2 separate regions of the Sus scrofa genome follow, and region 2 is linked to region 1. The links are chromatin contacts, called in public Hi-C maps. All regions are on one chromosome and are shown on one strand. Each heading gives the region's core, a stretch centred on a gene start, on an enhancer-like site or on the middle of the called end of the contact. The rest is flanking DNA. Distances are from core to core; before and after follow the strand shown. Region 1 has its middle 27 kb from the start of USP6NL. Region 2 overlaps USP6NL (USP6 N-terminal-like protein).

What was found. A called contact is a pair of places that touch in the nucleus more often than the background predicts.
Region 2: a contact with region 1 is called in a Hi-C map of liver, with 3 times the contacts expected there. The contact joins two enhancer-like sites. A contact is called at or near these places in 1 of 5 promoter capture datasets (liver) and 5 of 47 Hi-C or Micro-C datasets (alveolar macrophages, liver and skeletal muscle).

The regions. Positions count from the first base shown.
Region 1 is chr10:60,164,499-60,167,814 of Sscrofa11.1, forward strand. No RefSeq gene overlaps it. Among named protein-coding and RNA genes, the nearest start is that of USP6NL, 27 kb to the right of the region's middle. Within about 2 kb of position 1,648, at least 5 of the 83 cell types and tissues checked have an H3K27ac peak or open chromatin away from gene starts, as enhancers often do. A contact at or near this core is called in liver, where this site is marked.
Region 2 is chr10:60,232,658-60,235,899 of Sscrofa11.1, forward strand. The region is part of intron 1 of USP6NL (USP6 N-terminal-like protein); the gene reads left to right. Among named protein-coding and RNA genes, the nearest start is that of USP6NL, 41 kb to the left of the region's middle. Within about 2 kb of position 1,989, at least 14 of the 83 cell types and tissues checked have an H3K27ac peak or open chromatin away from gene starts, as enhancers often do. A contact at or near this core is called in liver, where this site is marked.

The DNA of each region.
Region 1 (3,316 bases), core at 398-2,897:
GCTTAAACAACAGTCATTTATGGTTTCAGGGTTCTGGAAGCTATAAATCTGCGATCCAGGGGCCAGCAGGGTTGGTTCTTTCTGGGGACGGTGGGGACAGGGTCTGTTCCAGGCTCTCCTTGGCTTGTCAAAGGCTCTTCATCTTAACTCTATGCCTGTCTCTTGGACAGTATTTTTCCTTTTTTGTAGTGACACCAGTCATGTTGGATTAAGGCCCACTGTAATGACCTCACTTGAAATCTCTGTAAAGATCTATCTCCAAATAAGGTTCCATTATTTTTTTAAAATTAGCTTATTTTTATTTAAAAAATTTTATTGGGGTTCCCATAGTGGCTCAGTGGTTAACGAACCTGACTAGCATCCATGAGGATGTGGGTTTGATCCCTGGCCTCACTCAGTGGGTTAAGGATCACAGCATTGCTGTGGTGTAGGCCAGTGACTGTAGCTCCAATTCGACCCCTAGCCTGGGAACCTCCATATGCCACAGGTATAGCCCTAAAAAGACAAATATAATAATAATAATAAAATAAAAAGTAAAAAAAGTGTTACTGAGGAGCTTGCTTTTTGGCTCATCAGGTGAAGAACCTCACTAGTCTCCATGAGGATGTAGGTTGCATCCCTGCCCTTGATCATTGGGTTAAGGATCGGCATTGCCATGAGCTGTGGTGTAGGTTGCAGATGTGCCTGGGATCCTACATTGCTGTGGCTGTAGTGTAGGCCAGCAGCTGCAGCTCCAACTCAACCCTTGGCCTGGGAACTTGCATATGCCCAAAAAGAAAAAAAAATTTTTTATTGAAATGTAGTTGATTTACAATGTTGTGTTAGTTTCAGGTGTAAAGTGATTCAGATATGTACATTCTCTTCCATTATAGGTTATTATAAGGTATAGAGTAGAGTTCTCTGTTAAGGTCCTAATCTGAGGTTATGAGGTTCTAGGAGTTAGGAACCAGCATATGAATTTGAGGGAGATACAATTCAACCTATAACCACCAGTAAGTCTTCAACTTCAGTGTACCTGTGGCTTGCCTGGGGACTTATTAAAAATGGAGGTGCCAGTGACACCCCCATAGGTTCTAATTTGATCTGCAGGAAAGCTCAGGACTCTGTGTTTTTAGAGGCCCCCTGGGATAAGTGTGATGTGTCCCTTCTCCTCAGACCCCTCCCAGATTTTGTACAATGAACCCAGCACTTTGCTTATCGAAGGCTTATAACAGCACTGTGCTGACCACCTCAAGCTTCAAAGAAATGACTTTCTTTAGTATCTAGCTTTTGCTAAGTCCCCACAGCTAGGCCCCAAACATGTCACCACACACCCTCTTGAATTTTCTTTCTTCCTTCCTTTCTCTTTCTCTTTCCCTTTCTCTTTCTTTCTCACCCTCAATCTCTCCCTCTCCCTTTCGTCCTTTCCTTTCCTCTTTCTCCTTCTTTCTTTTGTCTTTCTCCTCCCATGGCATATTCCTGGCCACAGATCAGATCCAAGCTGCAGCACCCACTGTGCAGGCTGGGGATTGAACTTGCATCCCAGTGCTCCCAAGAGGCCACTGATCCTGTTGCACAATAGCAAGAATTCCACCCTCTTCAATGTTCCAGTGACCTTTGTCACATCTGGGAGAATGCCAGGCCCGCTTTCATGGACATCATCCTAATTGGCAGGTGGACAGAGGGACGGCTCAGGCTTGGGACTTTGGGGCCCAGCTGATTGGCTGGTTGACCTTCAGAAGATCACTGGACCTCTCTGAGGCTGGATCTATTTGCCTCTGCCTTAAGAAACGTCCTTGTCCATCTCAGAGGACTCCTGCACAGATTGAAGGAAACAGTGTTTGCAAAAGGCCCAGAACCCAATGTGGAGAGAGGGCAGAGTGGATCCTGGTTACTGCTGTAATCTTCACCTGCGTCAGATGCAAAACCAGCTTGAACTCATTTCTGCAGCCACCTGTGCTATGAGGCAACAAGGAGAAAGTCCACCCCAGGGGCCTCAGAGCTGTCTGTTCTGGAAATGAAGAGGGAGCCTCACCTTTGAATGCGGCATCCGGTGCTGGCACATGAAGTCTGCAAGGTGCGCTCTGAAAACCAGTCCACTGCCTGGTGACTTCTTGCCTCAGAGAAACCCGACCCTCATCTCCAAAGCGGAAAATGAGTGTTGCTGAGTCCAATTCTACCTTACCCCCACCCTCGTGTGTGTGTGTGTATGTGTGTGTCCATGCGTGTGTACACACACACAGGATGGTAATATGGTTATGAGCACAGTCGCTGGAGCCTGTATCATTTGAAGAGGCAGCACCATCACCTCCTTGCTGTGCCACCTTTTGCAAGTCACTTAACTTCTCTGTGCCTTGTAAAACAGAAATGTATAATAATAGTGCTGTGACAGTTTATTTTATGTGTTATCTTGACTGAGAGTTGACCAGAGAGCTGGCAAAACATTCCTGCAGGTGAGTTGGTGTGGATGTTTCCAGGAAGAGATTAGCATCTGCAGTGGCGGATTGAATCGAGAGGATCCCATCCCCAACCCCCACGGCAGTGAGCCTTCAACTGCTGAGGCCTGAACAGAAAACACAGGCAGAGGACAGGGAACCTTCTCCCTGCGTGAGCTGGGCCATCCTTCTGCTCCTGCCCTGGGACGCCGGTGCTCCTGGTTCTCGGGCCTTTGAACCTGGACCAGGACCTCACACCCTCGGCCCCCTGGTTCTCAGGCCTTCGATTTGAGCTGGAGCCACATCACTGGTTTTCCTGGACCTCCAGCTTGCAGAGGGTAGATTATATGGGACTTCTTAGCTCACATCATCATGTGAGCCAGTCCCTCAAAATTATCTGTCTGTCTATCTATCTATCTATCTCCATCTATCTCCTATTGATTCTGTTTCTCTGGGGAACTCTTCACTAATGCAATCACCCACCTCACGGTATTCATCGTTTTTTCTTGCTACGTGATAAGTGACCACAAAGGCAGTGGCTTCAGACAACATCTTGTCATAATTCTGCAGGGTGGAGTGAGGCAGTTTTAGCTGGATCCTCTGCTAGGGGCTCATAGGCTGGAATCAAGACTGCTATCTGGAGGTTCTGGGAAAGAATCTACTTTCAGTCTTAGATTTTTGGCAGAGTTGGGTTCCCTGCAAATGTAGGCCCTAAGTCCCCAGTTTTTTCATTTTCTTAGGGCTGAACCCATGGCATATGGAGGTTCCCAGGCTAGGGGTCAGATCGGAGCTGCAGCTGCCAGCCTACACCACAGCCACAGCAACACAGGATCTGAGCCAAGTCTGCCACCTACATCACGGCTCACAGCAACACCAGATCCTCCACGCACTGAGCAAGGCCA
Region 2 (3,242 bases), core at 739-3,238, 68 kb after region 1:
GACTTTAAACAACATTGTCTTGCATAGTGAGAAATTTAATTTCTTTTCAGGGATTTCAGTCACTTTTTAGTCCTTGTGAATATATCAATAACAGTCACCATTTGGTGCCAGGCTTTGTTGTTAGTACATTTAACATTTCCAATACGGGCTACTCTCCCTTCTAAACAAAGAGAGATCAAGCTTGAGGCTCAGAACCCTCTGGGTGATGGTTTTAATATCCTTGTTCTCGGTGTGTTCATTTTCATTTTATCTTCTGTTAATGTCATGTGACATCTGTTTTTCTACTTGAGTGATCTGCATTGCACTTCAGATAGTGATGCAAAATTTCCTCTTTAGATTGATCTAAGCAGAAATGAAAGACGATAATAATACAAATAGCATGAAGATTTAAGAGATAAAGTAAAACCACCCAGCTGATTAAATAGGACACACTGGCATAAAGAAGCACTCTCTTGGAGTTCCCCATGTGGCTCAGTGGTTAAGAAACCCGACTAGCATCCATGAGGTCGCAGGTTTGATCCCTGACCTCATTCAGTGGGTTAAGGATCCGGTGTTGCTGTGAGCTATGGTGTAGGTCGCTAACGGGGCTCAGATCTGGTGTTGCTGCGGCTGTGGCGTAAGCCAGCGGCTATAGCTCTGATTTGACCCCAAGCCTGGGAGCCTCCATATGCCTTGGGTGTGACCCTAAAAAGACAAAAAGACAAAAAAAAAAAAAAAAAAAAAAAAGAAAGAAAGAGGGAAAGAAAAAAAAAGAAGCATGCTTTAGATTTGGAATAGGAGGCTCTGGTTCCCTCCCTACCCATCAACTCAGGACACGTCACTTAGCCCTTGTGCTACAGTTCCTGCCTACCTCACAGAGCTTTTATGGTTAAGTGCTTTGCAAATGAACATTATCAGCATTAACTTACTGTTTGTTTTGGGTATTATGCCTATACCTCAGGGCTGCATTTCCCAGAGTCCTTTGCCAGCAAATTCTGATAGGTTTAGGTTCTGCCGGTGAGAGGCATTCGGGAGTTGGACGACATAAGGATCGTGTCATGCTTCCCCCAGCTGTGGCTGACCTGAGGGTCTGACAGACGGAAATGTTTACAGTAAACCTAGACATCAAAGAGTGCCCCTGACAGGCACCTGCTTCTAAGCTGCGGGCAGCTGTGACATTGGCAGTGATTTCCTGTCATTCCCTGCAATTTCGGATCATTCTCTGCTGCAGCTTCCTGACATCAGGTCCACAGCTGATGTGAATAACTGGACATTAGTGGTCTGTCCTCCCACCTTCACCCGCCCACTCTTTCCAAAGACTTTGTCCACATCTGACTTCATGGATTAAATATCTTTCTGCTGGTGACACCTTGAGTCGTTTCTTTTTCCCTCACTGAGATATTGTTGTATTGAACTTATATGAAAGCTCTAATAATGATACAAGAAGGAGTTCCTGCTGTGGTGCAGTGGGATTGGCAGGCATCTTGGGAGAACTGGGAGGCAGGTTTGGTCCCTGGAGCGGCACAGTGAATTAAGGATCCAGGATTGCCACAGCTAAGGCTTAGGTCACAACTGTGGCTCGGATCTGACCCCTAGCCCAGGAGCTCCATATGCCATGGGGTTGCCAAATAAATAAATGAGTTAACATGCTTTGTGTGTTCACTATTGGTCATTGGGCTAAGCATTTGGCATGCAAAATCTCATTTAGTTCCCTTCAGAACCCTACGGGGTAGTTTCTGTTACCGTCCTCATCTGCAGAGGAGGAACCTGAGAGTGCTTCACTTTAAGCCAGGTCTCTGAGGTGGCCAGGAGGGGAGGCGGGCTTTGAACCCAGGCTGCCTGAATCCAGGGAGTCCCCGATGACTCCATAGAAGATGGCTCTTTCTCCTGCAAAAAAGTTTACTTTAGGTCTCCAATAAAGTCTGCTTCAGGTCTGAAACCAGAAGTGTCTTGGCCTGCAGAAGTTTCGATTTTTAGAAGGGTGACACAGCAAATACACTGCATGTCCCTTGCGGGCGTGCAGAAGTGGGATCCGGGACAGGAACTTGTAATCAAACACACTCATCGTTCTGCAATGAAATGAGTGTTCCTATTAAATAAGATAAAGGCAGTAATAGCCAAAGGGAAGTTCAGCTACTACCCCAATGAGTCAAGCTGCCAAACTTAGGAACAAAACTTTTGGTTTTCAGAGCTTTGTGGATTTCAAAATTGCAAAATTATAGACTTGTATTTTAAATAAAGTATTAGCACAAAGAAAAGATAAGCTGAAATGATAACAAAATACTTTTTCCATCCATCGTTTTGTTTTAAATGAATCTTTGGTCTGGCTCCTTGGAACCACTCCTTCTTTTCTTTTTATAGCCAAAGCATGTGGACAAGGACTTATTTCACGCCTATGTAAGTGAAATGTAATTGTGGGTGTATTTACTCTGCAGACACCAAAAGGTTAAGGTCATCATGTTGTTTTGCAATGCCCAGCACATCCCCCCGCCTCCCCCCGCTCAGAGGAAAGAACCAGGCAGCACCAGCAACTCAGTGGTGAAAAGCATGCTCCCAGTGCAATAGGATCTGTTACAGTTCACCTTGTTCTTCCACAACTTGACCTTCTTATACTTCATTTCTGTTAATCTTGATAAAATTATTTATTTATTAAGGTTTTAGCTTAGAGCTAAGTATAGCTTTTAGCACTTTATTTTTAACCAATTTATTCCGGTTATCTGTAAGTGGGTAAGAAACCAACCCTAAATTTAATGGCTTAAGATAACTGATTATTGGAGTTCCCACGGTGGCTCAGAGGGTTAAGAACCCAACTAGTATCTGTGAGGATGCGGGTTCGATCCCTGGCCTTGCTCAGTGGTTTAAGGATCCCCCGTGTTGCCACGAGTTGTGCTGTAGGTCGCAGATCCTGCGAGGATCCTGTGTTGCTGTGGCTGTGGTGTAGGCTGGCAGCGGCAGCTCCGATTCAACCCCTAGCCTGGGAACTTCCATATGCTGCAGGTGCAGCCCTAAAAAAGAAAAAGAAGAGTGAAAAAAAATTCACGTTGTCCTCATGGTTCTGTGGGTTCTGTATGTTGACCGAGAGGATCTTGTTTAGGGTTCCTCCTGGGGCTGCCCGGTCAAGGCATTTTGAAAGCTTGACTGTGCTGGATGACCAAGGTGGTGCACCCGTATGGCTAGCAGCTGATACTGGCTGTTGGCTGGGGCTTCCGCCGAGGTTGTCATTCAGACCCGCCATATGTGGCCTCTCCGTGTGGCTTGGGCTT